2 separate regions of the Mus musculus genome follow, and region 1 is linked to region 2. The links are chromatin contacts, called in public Hi-C maps. All regions are on one chromosome and are shown on one strand. Each heading gives the region's core, a stretch centred on a gene start, on an enhancer-like site or on the middle of the called end of the contact. The rest is flanking DNA. Distances are from core to core; before and after follow the strand shown.

Region 1 (4,229 bases), core at 944-3,443, 210 kb before region 2:
TTCAGCTTTTCCTCTGACTGGCACTGTTGGGCACACATTTGCACCACAGCCTTGACTTTCCACATTTACTGCTTTTATGTGATTTGGGTCTAAGAGGAAAATGGTTAAGAGCCAATTTTCTAGGAACTCAGGAGGTTTTGTTATTCCTGGACCACACCAACTACTGGTCATTTAAAATTGTTTTATTGAAGTGTAGTTTACATGCCATAAAATTCACTCGCTGTAAGCGAACAGGTCAAGGATTTCTCATAAATGCATACAGTGAAGTTTGAATTCCAGCATCTCAGAAGGCTCCTTGACGTCTGGAGCTTCCGGTTGCTTATGAATTGCCCTGTGTATGTTTAAGCGACATTTCAGTGAGTAGCAATGCCATTTAAAATCCCTTCTGTTTTCCATTGGTTTATACCGAGGAAATAGGTCACAGGTCATCTGTTTCATTACTTCTTAGTCTTCATTATTAAGTTTGTGTACTGTTCAGTGAATGTTAGGAACCATATGGGCTGCCAAGTACAGTGTTGCCATTGAAGATGATGTACCAAGAGTGTGCTTCTTGCCATCTAAAGGGGAGTTTTAATAGTTTGTCTTAATTGAAAAGTCATATGTATGAACCTCCACTGTATGCTAGTCAGTGTCCTGAATGATACAAGAATGAACTAATACATCACCCATGGCTTCAAGGGTTCATGACACCTAAATGTAGCAAAAATGCAAACAGTTAAAAACAGCATAATTCTATAATTGAGTCCACTAGAAAGTGTGGATGACGTTATAGTAGCAGGCTAAACAAAAGGTGTTTAATTTTTGTAGCATACACAGTATGACATTCTTCCTTAAGAAACTATTCCCAGACCCATCTGAACTCTGCAGTGCAAACATGGTCTCTCTTGAGGGCATTACTGGAGACTAAATTATTCTTTACAAAAACATACAAAACACAAATCAAGAACATCACAGTAAAAGGATAGAGTTTTAGGCATAAGGATCCCATTGGGATGCCCTGTTGGTGGTCAACATTTTAACATGAGGCCCAGCAATGGGCTTAATCAGCAAACAGCTACCTGCTCATCGCTCTGAAGAAAAACTTGCATACCTTTTTTCAGAAGACAGAACTTCATACAAAAAGAACTAAAGCAGAGGTTTAAAGATGTATATGGTAAATTAAGGATGAGCCATGCCAAAATTTCCAGGACAAACAGTAAATGTTTTAAGAAATGGAGGAGCTTGCTTCCATAAAACAAGAGGGCTAAAGGCCTCTAGTCATGCTCTTCAGGCAGGCTACAGGGTTATGACAGAATGCTGGGTTACTCAAGTCAAGTGACATTGTAAGGTATGGCATAAAGCTAACATTAACACAGGCTCTTCACTTTCATCTTTTGGGATGGACTGTTATTTATTTCGACTTCCCAGCATACAGGAAAGAGATGCGTATGACCCTCTCGGAAGAGATGTATGGTTACTAGTTTTATTACTGTGTTATTGGTATTCAGTTTTAACCCTTCCCCTTTTGAGACAGGAAACCATAGATCTTGATTTCCTGATGGTTTTGGGTGTGGTCATGAAGTCACCATGTTCCACAAGAAAATGGGTATAAAACATGAAAGGAAAAACAGTGCTTTGATACAGCAGCTTCTTGGTTGCTTTTCAAAATCCACTGTCTTCCTTAGTTGGCCATGTATTTCAGTTAGATATGATCCGATGCTTCTCTTCTGCTAGTTTTTTCCCAGTCTGGGGAAGATAGGAGAAAGGTCTTGTCACACCATCCTCTGTTGGAGGCTACCATGGGCAGAAACCATACATATATGTGCCCAGCTGGTGAGGGTGGGGTGACAGTTCTTGTTAGATCTAATGTCCTTTGGTCTTGAATATTAGGCTGGGCTTAGGTGTCAAATGAGGTCCTTTTAAGCTCGGGAGATCTGTTCTGATCTGGAGCAGGCCCCTGAAGTGCATCTGCTGGGCAGGAGATCTCATGTGTAGTCCCAGCTTTATCTCTGTTGCTTTGCTTATCACCCCCTCTCCTTTTGACCACAGGACATTAGAGGAAACGTCTGTCTCATTATCATCAGAAAGTGTTCCTATGATGCTCTTTTAAGTGCTGTGCAAATAATTTGCACCTGGTTTTAGTCCTAGTGGAGACCTGGAGGATCTGAGGGTCGGTCTCCTCAAAGAGCAGTCGGCTGGCTTAGCTCTTAACTGCAAGTCTGTGATTACTCCCTGGGGACCCTCTCAGACCTCTGCAAGAGGTTAGGAGGAAGGGGAAGTAAGTGTGTGACATATTTTCACTGGGGATTTCTTTAAGATCTCATTACACACTCTATCAAGAACTGAGATAAACTAATCTGTCTCTATCAGTCTTGTCCCATCTAGTATCCTCATATGACCTCCATCATGATGGCTTGAGGTTCTCTCTTGTCTCAGTATGTCAAATCGCTATAAGCTAGGGGTTATAAGGGCAACCCACGTAGAATTCAATCAAGGTTACCTATAGTAATAACCTATTAGGATTACTCTTTGGAGAACTGTTGGGTTTAGATTACTTAGTCTTGCCATTACTAGCTGTTCCTATGTGTACGAGTTGTATCTCATATATTATGACATAATACATGCATAGACTCTGTCATTACAAAGTAATGCACCCATTGGGTATTATGCTGAGAAATAGGGAGATGAACTGAAAGCATGAAGTGCTTCGTTCACTATCTTAAGAGTTCAGTGTCATTTAGAGCAAGGATCAAAGACGATTTAAGTAACTCCCATCCCATTCTGTGTCTTCGCTCCTGCCAGTTTTGAGACTTTTCAGCCACATGGCGAACACATTCCTAGCTGCTCCCTGCTAGGAGGTACCCTAATAGAGAGACATTTATCCCAGCTTCTGACGTCGCCACCTGTTGGGAAGGAGGAGAGGCATGGATTATCAGCCAGTGAAGTGGATGCTCACGTGGAATGATTTATAGGAAAGAGTCCCAGCTCATTTATAAATCACTGGCATGAGGCGCTCCTTTGAAAATTCTCTTCTCATCTGGAAGACACTTTGGCTGTCTAATCATGGTTTGGGGGGAGTTAGGGTGGGGGGAACAGAAGTAGAGGGAAGAGCTCCAGTGAGGCTGAACGGGGGGGATTTCAAGCCCATGAAGGGAAGGGAAGGGAAGGGAGAAGGGAAGGGGAAAGGGAAAGGGAAAGGAAGGACCTAGCCTTTGACAGGAAGAGCTAGGAAAGGCAGTGATTGTAATGGTAGAGAGACTGGGCCTGGGTATGACCTCCTGTGGGCCTGCGTCTTTGAAGGGTGAAAGGAGAAACCGCAGATGGCTCCTGGCCCGTGGGACTTAAAGGGAACCCTCCGGCAGACACCAGAAGGCACCTTGCTTCAGTCTGATTTCTGAAATAGCCAAGCTGCTTCTCGGTTGAGGGAGACAGACAGCATGTGCCGTTTTGAGTACCTCTGTGAGCTGTAGCCATTGCTGGAGGTGCCCTGAAGATGGAAATTAGTTAACTGAGTCTCAGGCCAAGGTTTGTGTTAGCCAGCCCTTCAGGGGACATGAAATTCCCCAAGGATCATGGGATTTGTCCCTCCTGAGGTGCTCATTGAGAAGGTGGGTTTGTTCATGTTTCTTCTTCTTTCCCCAGAGCCTGCCAAGGCTGCCTCGGACCTGACTGCCTGGTTCAGCCTCTTTGCTGACCTCGACCCCTTATCAAACCCTGATGCTGTTGGGAAAACTGATAAAGAACACGAATTGCTCAATGCATGAGTCTGCAACCTTCAACAGGGAGCCCTCGGGCCACTCCGCGGCACCTCATCCAGGGCTTGCAGAAGTCTAATATGCTCAGTGTGCTGTTTTAATATTTACATGCCATTTTAATAAAATGAGAGGGTCAAGGCCCTGTTTCTATCGCTATAGTTATTCACTCCTGTTTGGTTTGTATGTAGTCCGTGTGCATTGAACAGTAGAGGAGTACACAGGGGCCGCTGGCAGGCCACTGCTTACTCTTGCTGACACCCAAAATCCAAGGCTAAATCACACACCTGCATGTGGACTTACACACGTCCTCAGGGGCACCAGGAGGCTCAAAGTGCTTTCTCACGTCCCCATCCCTCTCAGAAGAGGTGTCAGGAAGAGCCCTTCTGCCATGCCACTGTCCACTGAGCTCTGGATGAAGATCCAGACAACCGAAGACACTGTCCCCTGCCACACTTGACTGCGGCCACGTGCCACACTGGCAGAGGAGTGGGGCTG
Region 2 (4,339 bases), core at 1,140-3,639:
GAACCCTCTGTCGATCTAAATACCCACTAATGGTAGAGTGGCAGGAAATAAGTGTCTGGATAGCAATAAAGTGAATGGCTTGCTTCTATAAGCCGCTGAAATGTAATGTATATAATCTCGGAGAACAAAGTCTTTTTTTAGCCTTCAACCTCATGCAGAATGCCTCTTATCTTCACAGAGACCTATTCAGGCTCCTCTTGAACAGGCCTTGACCAGTTATCCCCCGCTAGACTACCCTGGCCAAAACTTCTCCAATTCTACTGTGACCTGGCTCTTGTTACTCACTCCCAGGCTATTTTTTCCCAGGGCTCATTGCTTCTGTTCTTTCTGCCCAGGAGGCTTTTCTATCAGATCTACATTGAGCTACTAGCCTGTCTTCCCTATGGGTCTTGGCCCATCTGTCACCTTCTGAGAAAAGCTTCTCCTCTTATTTACACTGTATGCTACCCTCTCACCTCTGTTCGGCCTCCCTGTCTCCCACTTCTGTTTGTCTCTAGCCCTTAGTGTCTTGCCATATGCTTGTGACTCATTCTAATTATCATCTCTCAGAAGCAGGTTTTATCTCTTGTGCTCATCGATCTCCCCAATGCCCTAATCAGGACCGAGTGCTCAAAAATGCTCACTGCATGAATGAAAGCAGAGACAGAGCTTAGATTCTAATGGTGACAAAGGCTGACAGATTCCTTGTCTAAGAAGAAAAACTTTAAAGAAGAGAAACAGCATTTCTGTTAGACCTTTTATTAAAGTATACAGTACCTACAGGAGAGGGTACATTCATTGTCACTGTAGCAATTGCTAAATTCCTACAAACGGAATCCATAAGGTAGCTAGCCCTATAAAAGGTACAGAACACGTAGAATTCTTTTCCAGTTGCAATCTTCTCTTCCCTCAGACACCATCCTGACTTCTAATAGTATGGAGTGGTTTGATCCATGTTTTAATTTTCAATGAATGCACCACCCAGGATGGAAGCTTTGGCTTCTTTAAGTCAGTCTTATGTGTATTTGATGCATCTATACTGTTGCATGTTGGATGAAAACGTGTTGAGGAACATATTAGTGTAGAAGATGTATACTAATAGATATCTTAGAAGTCTTCTGGCTGCTATTTGACAGTGGACATTGGGTAGGAGGAAGGGTAGCCTGTAACATAAGCAAGAAGACAGCCTGGAACTGAGAGTCTGTCATGTTTGACTAAGGTTGTAACAGCAAAGTGAGATTAAATGATTGAATTTTGGAAAGAGTTTGGGTGTAAATTCAACCAGATTTATGAATAAAACGAAGCTGGTATAGGGACAAGAGTGTAGTCAAGAATCAATCCAAAGTTCTTGGTCTAACAGTGAGAAGATGGAGCCACCCAGATATGGGCTACAAGAGTGCTGGGAGCAGGTCTGGGCAGCACCACTGAAAGTTGGTGGTGGAGGCATGAGACACCTGACAGACATCACACAGAGCTTTCCATAGGGTTTTAGTCTGCAGCCAGTGAGCTCTGCTGGGCAAAGTCAGCGAGAACATGCAGTGAACGGGTCACGTGAGGTGATGTTGGAAAGGTATTTGATGCCAAGAGATACTCCTTTTTACTTGTGTTTTCATTTTAAATTGGGAGACACAGTTAAAGATAACGAGAAGGAAAGACAAGGAAAAAAAAAAAAAAACCTCGTGGAAGGTCAATAGAGAAGGAAATGCTTCTTCCACAGCAGTCTAGATAAGGGCCCTTAAGGAACACGAGTCTAGGGAACGACTTGGAATCAGCAAAGCTCCCAAGGCATGGCTATCAATAGTTGTCTTATAATTTCATGACAATTTTAACTTTAAACCATTACTTTCTGTATGCCCAGTACTGCTTACCCATAAACCTGACCCCATAAACATAACTTTATTTAATCCTAATAACCATTTTATACAATGGGTACACAACACCAAAGAACTTTCTAAGGTTTGCAATGAAAACCAGTAATAGCACCTCCTGCTATGAGAAAGCTTACTATAAAGGCAAAGGTATATGGGACACAGTCCCTGAACGCCTCCACTCTAACTTATATTCACAATGCTAAGTCAGCCAACGAGACAGGAAGCAGTTAAGAATGACAGCTATTCCAGACATGTAAAGGCCCTCACTATGTGCTGGCTTGTGTGGAAAAAATTGAAAAGGAACTAGCATCTGTGTGCACCATAAACTCCTGAAGATTACATGTGTGCTAGGGCTTAGGTTACTGAAATCAAGATGGTAGAGGGATCATGAGCACAGGGTCTAGATTATACTGTTGTGGTAAAAACAAAACAAAAACCCACCTAGAACAATAAGCAAATAGGCTGTGTAACTTCTCTGTTTCTTTAGCTGTGTTGTCAGATCAAATGTTGGCACTTTCCTTTTCTGGTTTATGTTTCTTTGTTTCTCAATCTCAGTACCAAATCCTAGTTCCTAGGCTAGCTCATCTTATACTCTAACCTACCTACCTTCCTTCTTCCCTTATTTCCTCCTTCCCTCCCTTCCTTCTTATTTTCTTTCCTTCGTTCCCTTTTGTTTTGAGACAGGGTTTCTCTCCATAGCCTTGGCTGTCCCGCAACTTACTACTATGTAGATCAGGCTATCCTCTAACTCACAGAGATTCACCTGCCTCTGCCTCCTAAGTCCTGGGATTCAAGACATAAGCCACCATAGCTGGCAAAGCTCTCTTGTGCTTGTGCACAGAACACTTGTTCAGTATTGAACTGCCAACTTTCCCACTAAGGAGGTGGTATATTACCCATTGACATGTTCCACTCTGAAACTTAACTCTCCAGCAGCAGAATTTATTCCCATTTATACATTTATCTTGCATTTCTTTTTAAAAATCATTCTTATCCGGCAAAAACAGTTTTCTAGAGGGCAAGGACATACCAAACCATATCTAGTACCATAAAGGACTTGGGCTACATGGCATTTTGTTCAAGTTCTGATAAGGCAGCCTTCTGGGCCTCAGCCCTCCAGTCTGTATAATGAGCAATAAGAGACAAAATGGTTGGCAATGGTGGCTATCATGTGCTGAACACATCCTGGGTGCTAGGCTCTACCTAAGCTGCTCTAAAAGTGTACATACACTCAATGAGATCACGTACAAGGTCTGCAGGGTGTGTGCTATGTGAAAGGTAAGAGGACAATGAGACAGGACATTTAACTCACACATCTCAGTACAAACAGATTGTCAGCAACGAAATGGAGAAACAAAGCAATGGTTTCTTAATGCTCTGCCCTATGAACCTACTTTGCCTGTGCTTTGCTAAGACACCAGATCAATTGAGCTGTGACAGTTTGAGATGATACTGCAAAAGACAGTGATCACTAAATAGCATGCTTAATGTAGAAGGAAAAAGATTCTAGTTTCTTTTATGGTTTGGAAGAAAGGATGGAGAAACATCCTGCAGAGATTGAAAAGAGATGGAAAAGCAACTGTAACTGTAGATAAATTCACCCCATGGGAACAAGTCTACTAGCAGTCTGGATAAGCCATGGGAAAACCCACGGACAGTGAAAGATCCCCAGGATGGTGACGGCTGAGGCAGATAGGAAGGCATGTGGGAATTCTGCGCCACAGAATTCCTTTTGCCTCTGTGCAAGTCTGAAATTTTCCTAAATCAAAGTTTTTGAAAGTTTTATTTAGTTAAGAAAATACCACTAACAGCAATCTACCAAATGCCTCCTAGAATGATCTAAATTTCAGCTGTGCTGGATGTAGGACTCCAGCTTCCATCTCTTAACAGTTGGCTTAGCGCAATGTTACAGTCTCCAAGGAGGCTGCCTGCCCTCTTGGCAGCAGGGTGAGTGCCATGATGCAGCTGCTGCTGGCATGCTGAGAGCTAGAAGGAGAGAAATTATACGGCAAAACAAGAGCAAGTCGCAAAGAAAATCTGAGTCAAAATTCAAGGGCCCCAGACCAGCTAAACCACACCCCTGAATCGCTAGCTTGGCAGCTCGTAGAGGTGGAGGTGGGGGCTGAGGGCAGGAACAGGTGCATTGGGTCTCTACAGAAAGCAACCCTCACTCAGACGCGAGTCTTGTGATTTTTTTTTTTTTTGCATTTGCATAATGAAATGGATCTTTACTGGGAAGAATTAGTATGTTAACTACAATGGGGCAGAAGAAAAGAATCAATTAGCCTTTTGGTTAATAGCCAAATTGCAGAAAACCATTTCCAACATCATGTTCAGATGGCAGACTCACTGCTTTCTGAGTACTCCTGTTCCCCGAAATGGCGCTGGGTCATGGTTCCAGGCTCTGAGGTCCTTCATCGAGCTCTGAAACTTCTTCCCCAAAGCAGTAGTTTCCCTCATACTGTCAGAGATGAGTGCAGCATGCCAGG

Evidence for each region. Hi-C and Micro-C count contacts between places; a contact is called where the count stands out from the background.
Region 1: a Hi-C map of the G1E-ER4 cell line shows a contact between it and region 2, with 6 times the contacts expected there. The contact joins two enhancer-like sites. A contact is called at or near these places in 4 of 484 Hi-C or Micro-C datasets (the G1E-ER4 cell line and cerebral cortex) and 2 of 9 other capture datasets (adipose tissue and liver).

The regions. Positions count from the first base shown.
Region 1 is chr6:8,630,190-8,634,418 of GRCm38.p6, reverse strand. It overlaps Ica1 (islet cell autoantigen 1), which reads left to right. Exons shown (of 14, transcript NM_010492.3): 14 at 3,622-3,892. The coding sequence ends at 3,743. Among named protein-coding and RNA genes, the nearest start is that of Gm35621, 9.0 kb to the right of the region's middle. Within about 2 kb of position 2,193, at least 36 of the 459 cell types and tissues checked have an H3K27ac peak or open chromatin away from gene starts, as enhancers often do. A contact at or near this core is called in the G1E-ER4 cell line, where this site is marked.
Region 2 is chr6:8,421,946-8,426,284 of GRCm38.p6, reverse strand. All of the region lies in intron 3 of Umad1 (UMAP1-MVP12 associated (UMA) domain containing 1), which reads right to left. Among named protein-coding and RNA genes, the nearest start is that of Gm26075, 77 kb to the left of the region's middle. Within about 2 kb of position 2,389, at least 49 of the 459 cell types and tissues checked have an H3K27ac peak or open chromatin away from gene starts, as enhancers often do. A contact at or near this core is called in the G1E-ER4 cell line, where this site is marked.